2 separate regions of the Mus musculus genome follow, and region 2 is linked to region 1. The links are chromatin contacts, called in public HiChIP or PLAC-seq maps. All regions are on one chromosome and are shown on one strand. Each heading gives the region's core, a stretch centred on a gene start, on an enhancer-like site or on the middle of the called end of the contact. The rest is flanking DNA. Distances are from core to core; before and after follow the strand shown.

The links. HiChIP or PLAC-seq counts read pairs in DNA pulled down with a chosen protein or histone mark.
Region 2: a CTCF HiChIP or PLAC-seq map of the NIH/3T3 cell line shows a contact between it and region 1, with 12 read pairs. The contact joins two enhancer-like sites. A contact is called at or near these places in 1 of 15 datasets of contacts at CTCF or cohesin (the NIH/3T3 cell line), 1 of 484 Hi-C or Micro-C datasets (uterus) and 2 of 115 datasets of contacts at active chromatin or transcription factors (embryonic stem cells and pancreatic cancer cells).

What each region holds. Positions count from the first base shown.
Region 1 is chr2:27,810,600-27,816,041 of GRCm38.p6, forward strand. No RefSeq gene overlaps it. Among named protein-coding and RNA genes, the nearest start is that of Gm39777, 25 kb to the right of the region's middle. Within about 2 kb of position 2,927, at least 66 of the 459 cell types and tissues checked have an H3K27ac peak or open chromatin away from gene starts, as enhancers often do. A contact at or near this core is called in the NIH/3T3 cell line and uterus, where this site is marked.
Region 2 is chr2:27,933,856-27,939,297 of GRCm38.p6, forward strand. All of the region lies in intron 4 of Col5a1 (collagen, type V, alpha 1), which reads left to right. Among named protein-coding and RNA genes, the nearest start is that of Col5a1, 50 kb to the left of the region's middle. Within about 2 kb of position 2,461, at least 75 of the 459 cell types and tissues checked have an H3K27ac peak or open chromatin away from gene starts, as enhancers often do. A contact at or near this core is called in the NIH/3T3 cell line and uterus, where this site is marked.

The sequences.
Region 1 (5,442 bases), core at 1,677-4,176:
TGTATGTGTGCATGTGTGTATATGTTATGTGTGTATGTATTGTGTGTGTGTGTATTATATGGTATGTGTGTATGTGTTTGTGTGTATGTGTACATGTGTGTATGTGGTGTGTGTGTGTGCGCCCTTGGAAGCCAGAGGCATTGGATGCCTTGAATTGCAGATAATTGTGAACCACCTGATGTATGTACTGGAAATGAACTTTGACCCTGTGCAAGAACAGTACATGCTCTTAACTGCTGAGCCATCTCTTCAGCTCCCGCCCACCCCCTTTTTTGAGACAGGGTCTAAAGCTGAGAAAGGCCTGCCTCAGGCTCCTGAGCATCTGGGAGCACAGCGCTGCAGTCCAGGCCTGGCTTCTCTCACCTCTCCAGATTTGGACTCAGCCTCTAGTTGATCTGTTACATTCCCTGGTGGCATTCCCTGGTAGTACTCAGCAGACAGACTTGCCCGGGGTTTGATGTAAAGTGTTTACACATGGACTCTCCCTGGGCATAGTCTTCGGTAAGACTGTACTTGACTTCTCATTGTGGTTTTCTTGAAAGCAAGCCGTGTCACAGCGTGTGTGAACCCCAACTATAGGGTCTCCTCTAAGTTGAGATCAGAAAGCACACCCTGGTTATTTCTGTTCCTTGAGACGTTTGAGATTGTTTTTTCTTAGGGCAGAGCCAGTTTCACCAAAACTTCCACATGAGCTTCGGAGAACCAAGCAGCCTGCAGCCACCAATTGCCCTACCCACCAGGGCTGTAACTACCGGAGGCCATAACCACTGGGGGAGGGGCAGAACTATGGTGGTTATAACTATCAGGGGTCACAGCCACTGGGGACAGCCACTGAGGGCCACAGTCACAGAGCCACTGAGTCTGGCTGTTCCTGATTTCCTGCAGACTTCTGGTCTGGTAGTCTGCTTCAAGAACTCTCCTGCGAGTAAAGACATAAAGGGTTTGGGATTTTACATTTGATTTTGAGGATGCCTGAAGTTTACAGATTGCTTTGTTTGCTTTTTTGGGTAAATTGGTCTTAACACGGAGGTCGAAGTGTGTGTGCATTTTGTCTTCAGACATATTTTATTTGGGATCCCTTTCACACGTTGCACTTTTTTGTTTGTTTTAAAGCTAGGCTCTTACTACAACATCCGAGGCTGCCTGGGACCCATCATCCTCTTGCCTCAGCCTCTGGGATGGGCAATCTCAATGTCAATGTGATGTCTAGATCATCTGGGTTGTGAACCACCTCAGAGGGGATGATCTTGTTTAGGTTAACTGAGGTGGAAAGGCCCACCCAGTCCACTATGGGCAGCTCCATTCCCTCCGCTGGGATCCTAGACAGGATAAAAGGAGAGAGTGAGCCAGATGTAAGTGACTATCGCTGTCTGTTGACTGTAATGCGATGTGACCAGCTGTCCCAGGTCCTGATGCGGTGCCTGTCCTCAGCAGTGCACTGTGAGCTGAAATAAATAATTTCTCCCCTAAGTTGCCTCGGTCAGGATATTTTATCAAAACAACAATAAAGTAATCAAGACAGCTTCCTTGATGCTGGAATTCTAGGCATGTGGCCCGGCACCCAGCACCCAGCTCCTGGCGTCCACTCTCTTTTTACATTTAAAATCTTCTATATGGTCTACTTCCTGTCTGCAGACCCTTCTGTTTTGTGTGCTTCCTGTAAAAACTGATGTTCGAGTCTCTCCTGCTCCAAGTCTGTCAGACCACGTTTATTCCTTAAGTTTACCACTTAGACACCAGGGTGTATATCTACCACAGTTTGTTTGCTACTTAGCAGGTCTATGTTTCTTTTTCTTCAGTACTTATATATGTTTACATTTTGTAAAATTTCCTGTCTTATTAGATTATGCTCAGTTGTGACCTGGTGCTAGCCATTTTAGTTTTAAACATTTATCTGTCTAAATGTCTGTGTGTGTATGTATGTATGTATGTATGTATGTATGTATGTATGTATGTATCTGTCTATCTATCTATCTATCTATCTATCTATCTATCTATCTATCTATCTATCTATCTGTAAGTGCCCTTGTGTGTACACACATGTGCATATTCTCACATGATGTGTGGATTCCACTGCATGACTGTAGAAGTCAGGATGACCTTGCTGAAGTTGGTTATCTCTTTCCACTGTGTGGGTCCCAAGGGATTAAACTCAGAACTTCATGCTTGGCAGAAGGCACCTTTACCCACTGAACCATCCTGCCAGCACCTATTGCTAAGACCTTTGAGGATCCATTGAGGTGTCATGGCATGCACCTTCAGCTTACTGTGTGAGCTGTCCAGGGTTGCTGTAACAGAAGACAGTGAATCAAGGGGCAAAACACAGAGAGCATTTCCTTCAAGCTTTGGAGAGATCTATCAAGGGAGATCTAACATTAAGTGCCCTACCCACCGCCCCTGCCACACTCTCCTCTTCTCAGCTCTCCAACTCATCACAGATGGGGAGGAGACTCCTGTCTTGCCCTCCCACTTTCTGGGTTCCCAGGCATGCCTGACTTGTAAATCATCACTCCAAATTCCATCTTCTCCTGGCTTCAAAGCCTCTGGTCTTCCCCTCCTCCTAGCAAGATTTGTCCTTGGGTCCAGGGTTTATCAGGTCCAGCCCTTCACTGTCACATCTACAAAGCCTCTTTCTAAACAAGGCCCCATTCTGAGTTCTAAGAGGACATAAACTTACCGGTGAACGTCTTCCAGGACAGCCCTTACTTAATTAGGCATTTCCTAGGACCTAGCAGGCTCTAGGCTCCATGTTGGGGACTACCATCCTGATACCTTTGATCACCTTGGCTCTACTCTGTGGATGGTAGGTGATCGTGATGGACTGACTGTTCGCAGAAGTTTCCTAGGGTGCCCTGGCCCAGGACAGAGGCTGACATCTGCTTCTACTTAACTGCCTCACACGCCAGGATGATGTCATCGCAGCTCAGGCCTGGGGGGAGTTGGCGTCTGGCCACCAGTGACAGCTCAACTGGGAGCCCTCAACTAATGAGGAGGGGGCCCTGGCTGCTCTGGCCTGCATGGAAATGTTGTCTCTAAGCCCAGAATGGGGCCTCGTAGGCTCTGAGGCAATGTGTAGGGAGAGAGCAGGATCAGTGGAAGGGTAGAGTTGGCTGCTGTCCTAGGTGAAAATGGGGCTGGGGTGAGGGGCCACTTTGGTGCATGTTATGCTAGGGCTCTGGCTGCACCCAGGATGCATTCTGGGTGTTGCTAAGCAGGAGCCACAAAAGGAAGCTCCTTCCCCGCCATGGATCCATCTTTCTGTTGCCTGCTGAGAGCGAATGAAGCCATTCTTCTGGTGTTAGGTGTACACGACTAGAAGTGTCAGGCTATGGCTGAAGGTGTCCTGTGCAAAGGCAAAGCCCCAGAAAGAACAAATAGTAAAAAGCAGGATGTGGAGGGTGAAGCCTCAGGAAGCAGTAGGTATATGTATGTGAAACCCTAGAGACCATCGGGTGGGCTATGAGGTGGCCTGTCTTAGGCATTAGGTAGCTCATGCATATAGGTTATTATTGCATCTCATTGCCACAGTAGCCTCACCCGGCAAGGATCCACTTTAGAGATGAGGAAACTAAAGCCCAGGAACCTGAAATTCATGGTTAGCTGACACTGGGACCAGGTCTGAGCTTTCTGACTTTGCTTTATGCTCAGGATGATAAGCTGAGTCGGGGATCCCAGGCCCTCACCTCTTCTCTACTCTGTAGCTCTGAGGATTAGGTTTTCTCCAGGTCAACTTCTCCTATAAAGAGATAGCAGGAGGCTGTGAGGCTGTGAGATGAAAGCTCCTTTGGGTCACACTGTCTCTTTAGTGAGCACTGGTCCTGGGAGGCATCTGGGAATCTTGCCGGAGCCACTGGTCAGTGTGGCAGAGGGAAGCAGCAGGAACATAAAGGTGAGGTCAGTCGTGTGTCTGCAGGATCTTCCTCCCTCCGTCGAACGGTTACACAGCACCAGCCGCCTCTGTGGTTTCTCTCCGGTGCATCTAGACTCCTAGAGCCTGTTCAGAAGGATGCATCTCAGTGTAGACTGGATAGCTCGGCTCGGGGGTGGGAGGGGTGGGGGGTTGGGGGTGAGGGTGGGGAGAAATGTCACCTGTCTGGCTTGTTTCTGTGGGTGTCACAGCTTGGTTGTTAAAGCTGATGGACACACCACCACCTGTCATTCAGTTCACATTTTCTTACCAGGAGGCCCCACCTGCAGGTGATGCAGACAGCTCCCGTCCTAGTCTTCTAGTCTATGGGGTCCTGCCTCAGGCAGATAGCTCATAGACTAACCATTTTTCCCTGTGGAATGTTTGTGTACTTTGAATTTTTTCTCTCTAAATAACACAATAAACCACATCTTTGTATGATAGGTTTCCTGACCTCATCATTCATGGCTATGACTTTCTCCTTAGCAGAGTCTGAGGGGCACACACTGCTATATTCCCTTCAGTGTGGGACTCTGGCTGACAGTAGTGTGGATTCATTATAGTTGTGGCTTAGCTTAGCTGCCCGGCTCTTGAAATGATCTCTGAATGTCACCCCCATGTTCTACACCATGAATGTGTCCTAGCTCCCTGATCTGCCTGGCTGTGCTCAAAGAGTCTTTTTGTGCTTCACTTATTAATAAGAAATATGTTTGCTTTATTTCCCCTGAAATGGGTAGACTGTGCCTTTCACTGTCTGAATGTTCTTGATCTGGATGACCTGTCTCTCCTGGTCCATGGATGTGCTGTCTGGTGTGAGGTGCTCTACTTGATGGAGCTCTGATTGTGACCCGAGGTGACTTTTCCAGGCGGCTGGCAGCTTAGGTGTGATGGTTTGAATGAGAAGTGTTCCCCATAGGCTCGTGCATTTAGTGTCCAGATGGTGGCGCTGTTTGTGGAGGTTTAGGAGGCACAGCATTGCTGGTGGAAGTGAGTCACAGGGGCAGGGATTTCATAACTTCACCTCACTTATAGAATGCTCTCTCTGCTTCATGTTTGTGATTGAAGATGTGATCGCCAAACTTCCTGTTCCAGTCGCCTGCTGCCATGCTCCCTACCATGGGGGACTCTCTCCGGTACCATAAGTCCTTCCTTCTAGAAGTAGCCCAGCTCATGGTATTTTATCATAGCATCTGTGGTAGGCGACTAATACACTGTCTGGGCCACATGCAAAGATGCCTACACCCCCAGGGACTCCGCACAAACACTGATCCTCTTTGGACATTCTGTGCATCTTTTAACAGGAATGTGAGACACAGGTGCTGTCTGTCTTAGGAAGGGAATGACATTTGGTGGTCTTTGAGGTCCCTTCATTATCTTGCCCCTTCCTCTTGATTCTGGCTTCTCCATGTCTGAGGACAAATTGATACAGTGAGGCCAAGACTGGCCTGAGAAGTACCTGGCTCTCAGAACTGTGCCTCAGGATCTGCAGCGTGGGGCGACCTGGGCCTGGGCTTCAGTATCTGCAGCATGGGGTG
Region 2 (5,442 bases), core at 1,211-3,710, 120 kb after region 1:
CAGCAGCAGTGGCTCTGTGCTGTGCCTGCCCACCTCAAGGTACTGGAGGCTGGGAACCTTGTTTCTATCTGGAGAGCTTGCAAAACTGGCCCCGAGAGCTGAGCAACCTAGCAAAGATCATCTGCAGCGTGACAGCCGAGCGGGGTTGTGCAGCCAGGTAGCCTAGCTCTGGGTCTTTGCCCCTGGCTCCTGTGACTCTACGTTAGCCAAAGACAGAGAATGGGACCTTCCAGAAAGAACCAGAACAAACATCTTTCCAGGATGGAAGTTCACCCACCGCACTGACGGCTAATGACCGTCCAAGCATCCTTGACTCCCCTTGCGCCATCCTTCTATTTCCCACCCCACCCCACCCCGAGGCTGCCCTTGTTCTGGTGCCTGCGGGTTTGAGGCTGACCAGTGCTCTCAAGGGAAGGGCAGAGATTGGCACCTTCTGCTTGCTCTAGGGCCCCAGGGTGGAGAGGCCTTCTTGCTGGTGTGTGCCGCGGAGGAGGGCCACGGAGGAGGCTGAAGCTTCTGGGATAGGGGGCGTGGTCGGCTGCAGACTCTGGGCCAGGAGCCAAATGTGCTTTTAAGCTGTTGAATGTTTCAAGGGGCAACAAGACCAAACAGACTGTAAACTCAGCTTTCACTGTGTACCCCCAGTCGCTGGCGGGTTCCCCTTCCCAACCGCACCTCAGCATTTGAAGAAGGCCAAGTGTTTACCTAATCCTGCCTTCCCTGTCTGCAGGAGCCTGGCTTTTCCACTGACGTGTTTTTTCCTGGAGTCTGCTCTGAGGCAGGAACGGGCTGTGCTGAGGAGACGCCTTCCTCAGTAGCCAGCTCAAGGAGATCTGGTCTGGCCTTCTCAAACAGGTCTGAGACCAAGCCATCTTCTGTGTGAGTGGAGAGAGCTGTGTTCTCGTGGGGAGATATACCAGTGTGGCCCCAGATCCAGGCCCCACTTTAGCTCCGATTTTAAACCTCTGAATCCTGCCGGGGAAACTCTCTTTTTCTTCTGCTCACCTGTCCACCAAGGGCCTCCGTGGCGAGCTATCATGGGCCGAGGCATTCAGCCCAGGCTTGCTGTTGAGTGGGATTCAGGGCCAGTGGAAAGGGACTTGTGTCATGGGGGAGTGGACTGAGGGGAAAGACCTCTAGAGAGAGCTGGCCCCAGCCTGTGGGAGTCGGCCAGTGATTGGTGGCCAAGCTAAAGAGCTCCTGAGAGCGGCTGCCCCTGTCCAGCTATCAGCTTTGCCTGTGCTTCATATCTGTCGTCCTCCCTTGCCGACCTGAAGGTCATACGCATTTCAGAAGGAGCCCCAGTAAGGCATGAGGTGCCCTACCCACCCTGAGAACAGCTGAGGAAGGCTGATTCTGACTCTGGTTGCAGATAGCTAGGAGCCGGCTTTCCCGAAGCCCATCTGATACCATCTCTGTGCCCTGGTCTCCATCCATTATGATGCTTGCAGTTTAGGTGGGGCAGCCTGGACCAGCTGCTCCTGAGATTTGGCCTGAGTCCCTATTTCTACCCAGGTCAGTGTAGCCATGGCTGTGGTCATGTTGGCCATGCTGTGAGGGACCTAACACAGCAACGAGACCTGCTTTCCCATAGCCCTCTTGTACTGCTCCAGGCCCCTGCATCCTGAGGCACAGACAGGAATATGGAAGCTTCTAGAACTAAACGCTAGGACCTGGGCTCAGTGACTAGAAGGGAAACCTCAAACCCAGGCTCTCAGCTGCCCATCCTGGGCATGGCCAAGTTGGGGCCAAGCAACAAATGGGAGGAGTGCACATCAGTGAGCAAGCAGGGTGTGCACGGGGCCTTGTCCTTGTGGCTTGGGACATGATTCACATTTAGCCAGTTCTGGTCTTCTGTATTCCACTCAGTCAAAATGCAGATGCTGCCTGGCCATCTCAGGCTATCACATCTGTGCTCCAGCACACTGATGAGGCCTCAGTATGTGCCCTTGTGATGTGTGTGTGTGTGTGTGTGTGTGTGTGTGCGTGTGTGTGCACAGATGTATGTGCACGTATATGAGTGCGGGTGTGCATGCATGGTGCACATGAGGAGGTCAGTGGTCAGCCTCAGTTGCTCGCTCTCCCCTTCTGCCTTGCTAGAGATAGGATGACTTTGCCATTTGCTGTTTCCTGCACTAGACAGCTGCTTTGGGTATAGGGTGCAGGGTGCAGGGTGCAGGGTGTAGGGTGTAGGGTGTAGACACGAGATTTCAGGGATTCTGTCTCCGCCTCTCATCTTGCTGCAGAACACTAGGCTGTGCACCTACTGTGGCAGGCTTTACCTGGATGCAGGGAGCCATTTACTTAGACACAACATGGCTCCCTTGGAGGCCCCAGGACACTGGCAAGTGGGGATTCAAGACTTCATCTGGTTGTATCTTCAGTCTGACTTCTCCCTGGTACCTCCTGACTCCTGGAAAGGCAGAGTTGTTCTGATGAGTCACCTGGAGCTGACAGGCACGGTCACAAGTGGTAGCAAAATGAAGACTCTGTTTCCTTCCAGTCTAGAAGGCTCTGAGTCCGAGGTCAGGTGTCGGCAGGACACACAAGGCTTACACTAAACCTAGTGGTCTCACTTCAAAACCCTCAGCTGAGCTCCATCCAAGTCCCTTCCGTGAAGGCTTAGAGCTGAAACATAGCTGAAATATAAGCTTTCATTTAGCTTATATCTCTAAAGCAGCTTGACAAGGCTTCCCCTGATCCCACCAGAGCATGCACACTTCAGTGTAAGGCACTGGGCACTCCTGAGTGGCTTCTAATTCCCCAGCTACCAGGTTTAGGAAGAACTTCATGTTGGGACAGAGGCTGGCCCCAGCGTGTGCTGTGGCTGGCAGCGAGCCACACAGCGTGATTCACCAAGTAAAGCTGTTGCCTGGCAGGCAACCAGATGGAGGTTTCTGCTTCTAGGACCCATTAAATCATGGTCCTGAGGCCCAAAGCTGCAGAGATTCAGCCCTTCATAGCACTCGCCTGGCCTGTGAGGGTTCCAGGCTTGTTCCATGGAAATCGTGAGCAAGCATCTCCCAGGAGACAGGGTTGACCTGATGTTGGAAGTCAGGCTTTGTCCAGTGATATCATGCTGGGCTGGCATGCAGTAGACATTCTGGTTCCCCCGAGACCATTGTGGGCAAGGAGCTCTAGGAAGTTGGACCTCTTTGCCAGGAGACACACAGGGCCAAGACATTGAGGGAGGTGACCAGGGCAGGCAGGACACGTGTAGGGGGACAGAGGGACAGTGTGTCACCTGCAGGAGCGGCATGTGGCCAGGGACCGGTGAGAGCCTAGAAACTGCTATCAAGCTAGTGACAGGTGAGAGTGTCTGAGTGCTGTCTGGGGGCGTGGCCAAGCCCTGTCCTTCAGCTCCCATGGCTGACTGCGTGGGCATTGGGAGCATGTTTTCAGAAACACTGATGGACACCTTTGAATCTCTTCGATGCTAACAGGAAGCCTGAAAGCTGTGTCATTTGATTGGCTGTAATCCACCAAGCACTCCTAATTGGAATTGATAGGCAGTGCCACTGCTAGCCACAGGCCCTTTCTTTCCGCTCCTAATGGTAAATATTAACTAGTATTATATATTTATTCTGGTTAGTTTTTTTTTAAAGATTTATTTATTTATTATATGTAAGTACACTGTAGCTGTCTTCACACACTCCAGAAGAGGGAGTCAGATCTCGTTATGGATGGTTGTGAACCACCATGTGGTTGCTGGGATTTGAACTCCGGACCTTCGGAAGAACAGTCGGGTGCTCTTACCCACTGAGCCATCTCACCAGCCCCTAGTTATTTTTTATTTTGTCAACTCAACACAAGCTGAGGACAGCCAGGAAGAGAGAACCTCAAATGAAAAACTTCCTCCATCAGATCGGCCTGTGGAGCGTTTTCTTGAGTGATGGTTGATGTGAGATGGTCCACCCTAGATGGGTGGTCCTGCATTCATTAAAAAAGAAGGCTGAGCAAACCGTGAGGAGCAAGCTAGTGAGCAGTGTTCCCCTCCGTGATCTCTGCTTTAATTCCTACCTCCAGGTTCCTGCCTTGAGTTCCTACCCTGACTTCCCTTGGTGATGGACTGGGACTGGGACTGGGACTTGTGAGCCAAATAAACCCTTTCCTCCCCAGATTTCTTTGTGTCAAAATGTTTTATCATAGCAATAGGAAGCAAACTAGGACAATATTACATTTTACAGCAAAGTTACATATTCTCTCTCTCTCTCTCTCTCTCTCTCTCTCTCTCTCTCTCTCTCAGACACACACACATATTCACACACACTATAGAATTATTAAGAGGCTGCAGAATTGATAATGGCTATCCTAAGAGGTCTGGGTTTGGCCATACTCATAGCCCTGGCTCAAGTCAATATGTAGCCTTCTTCAGATAGCCTCACCCGCACCACTGGGCTCAATACATCCCGTGCTGATGGGTTAGGAGGCCACAGCCAAGCTCTGAACTGTGTCCTCCATCCTGCCTTCCTGTATCTCAGAGGCAGAATCCAATTTTTCAGTTGTGTAAATTGGAAAGCCTAGGGGCTGCGCTCTTCTCCCTGGAGACCCGCAGTCATTCACCTATGTCCACAGGCATAGAGGCGAGTATGAAACACTGGATGGACGGAAGAAGGAGGAGTCCAAGCTGTGTGCTCTCCTGCATGCTTACCTGCTGCAGAGGGCCGTCAGGGGGATGGTCCCCCTTCACGAGGGATTGAGGGCCACTTGGCATCATTATGGTCATGATTGGAGACTGGTGGTGGTATACTGGCAGGTGTGCATGGTAATGGGGTTATGGTGGTCTTGGTGGTAGAAATGGTGAGTATTGTGATTGTGGTAGTGGTGATAGTGATCTACATGGTGGTATGGGGTTGGTAGTGCTGATGATAGTGAATGTGGTAGTGATGATGGTGGTGGTGAGCCTGGTAATGGTGGTCTTCGTGGTGGTGATGGTGAACTTAGTGGTGGTGGTGGTGATGGCCCTTGTGATGGTGATCTTGGTAGTGTTAATGGTGGTGGTGGTGATCCTGATGATGGTTGTCTTGGTGGTGGTGATGGTGATTTAGTGGTAGTGGTGGTGATGGCCCTTGTGATGGTGATCTTGGTAGTGTTAATGGTGGTGGTGGTGATCCTGATGATGGTTGTCTTGGTGGTGGTGATGGTGATTTAGTGGTAGTGGTGGTGGTGGTGGTGGTGAGGATGGTGATCATCCATCTCTTTCTCTAGGGCCCAGCTCTGTGATATTTCCCAATGATGCCGTTATACCATGCACCCTTGATAGGATCCAGAGAAAGACAACAACATTTGACATAGACTTGAAGCTGTTTCCTTCATTCTCTTGTGATCACAGCGCAGCCCACTCTGCACAGCCACACTGAAAACCATGAAGCAGTGTTTTCAGGTCCCCTTCCTGTGGCTTAGATACGTTTTATTTCCATCCTGTGTAGCCCATGAGCAATA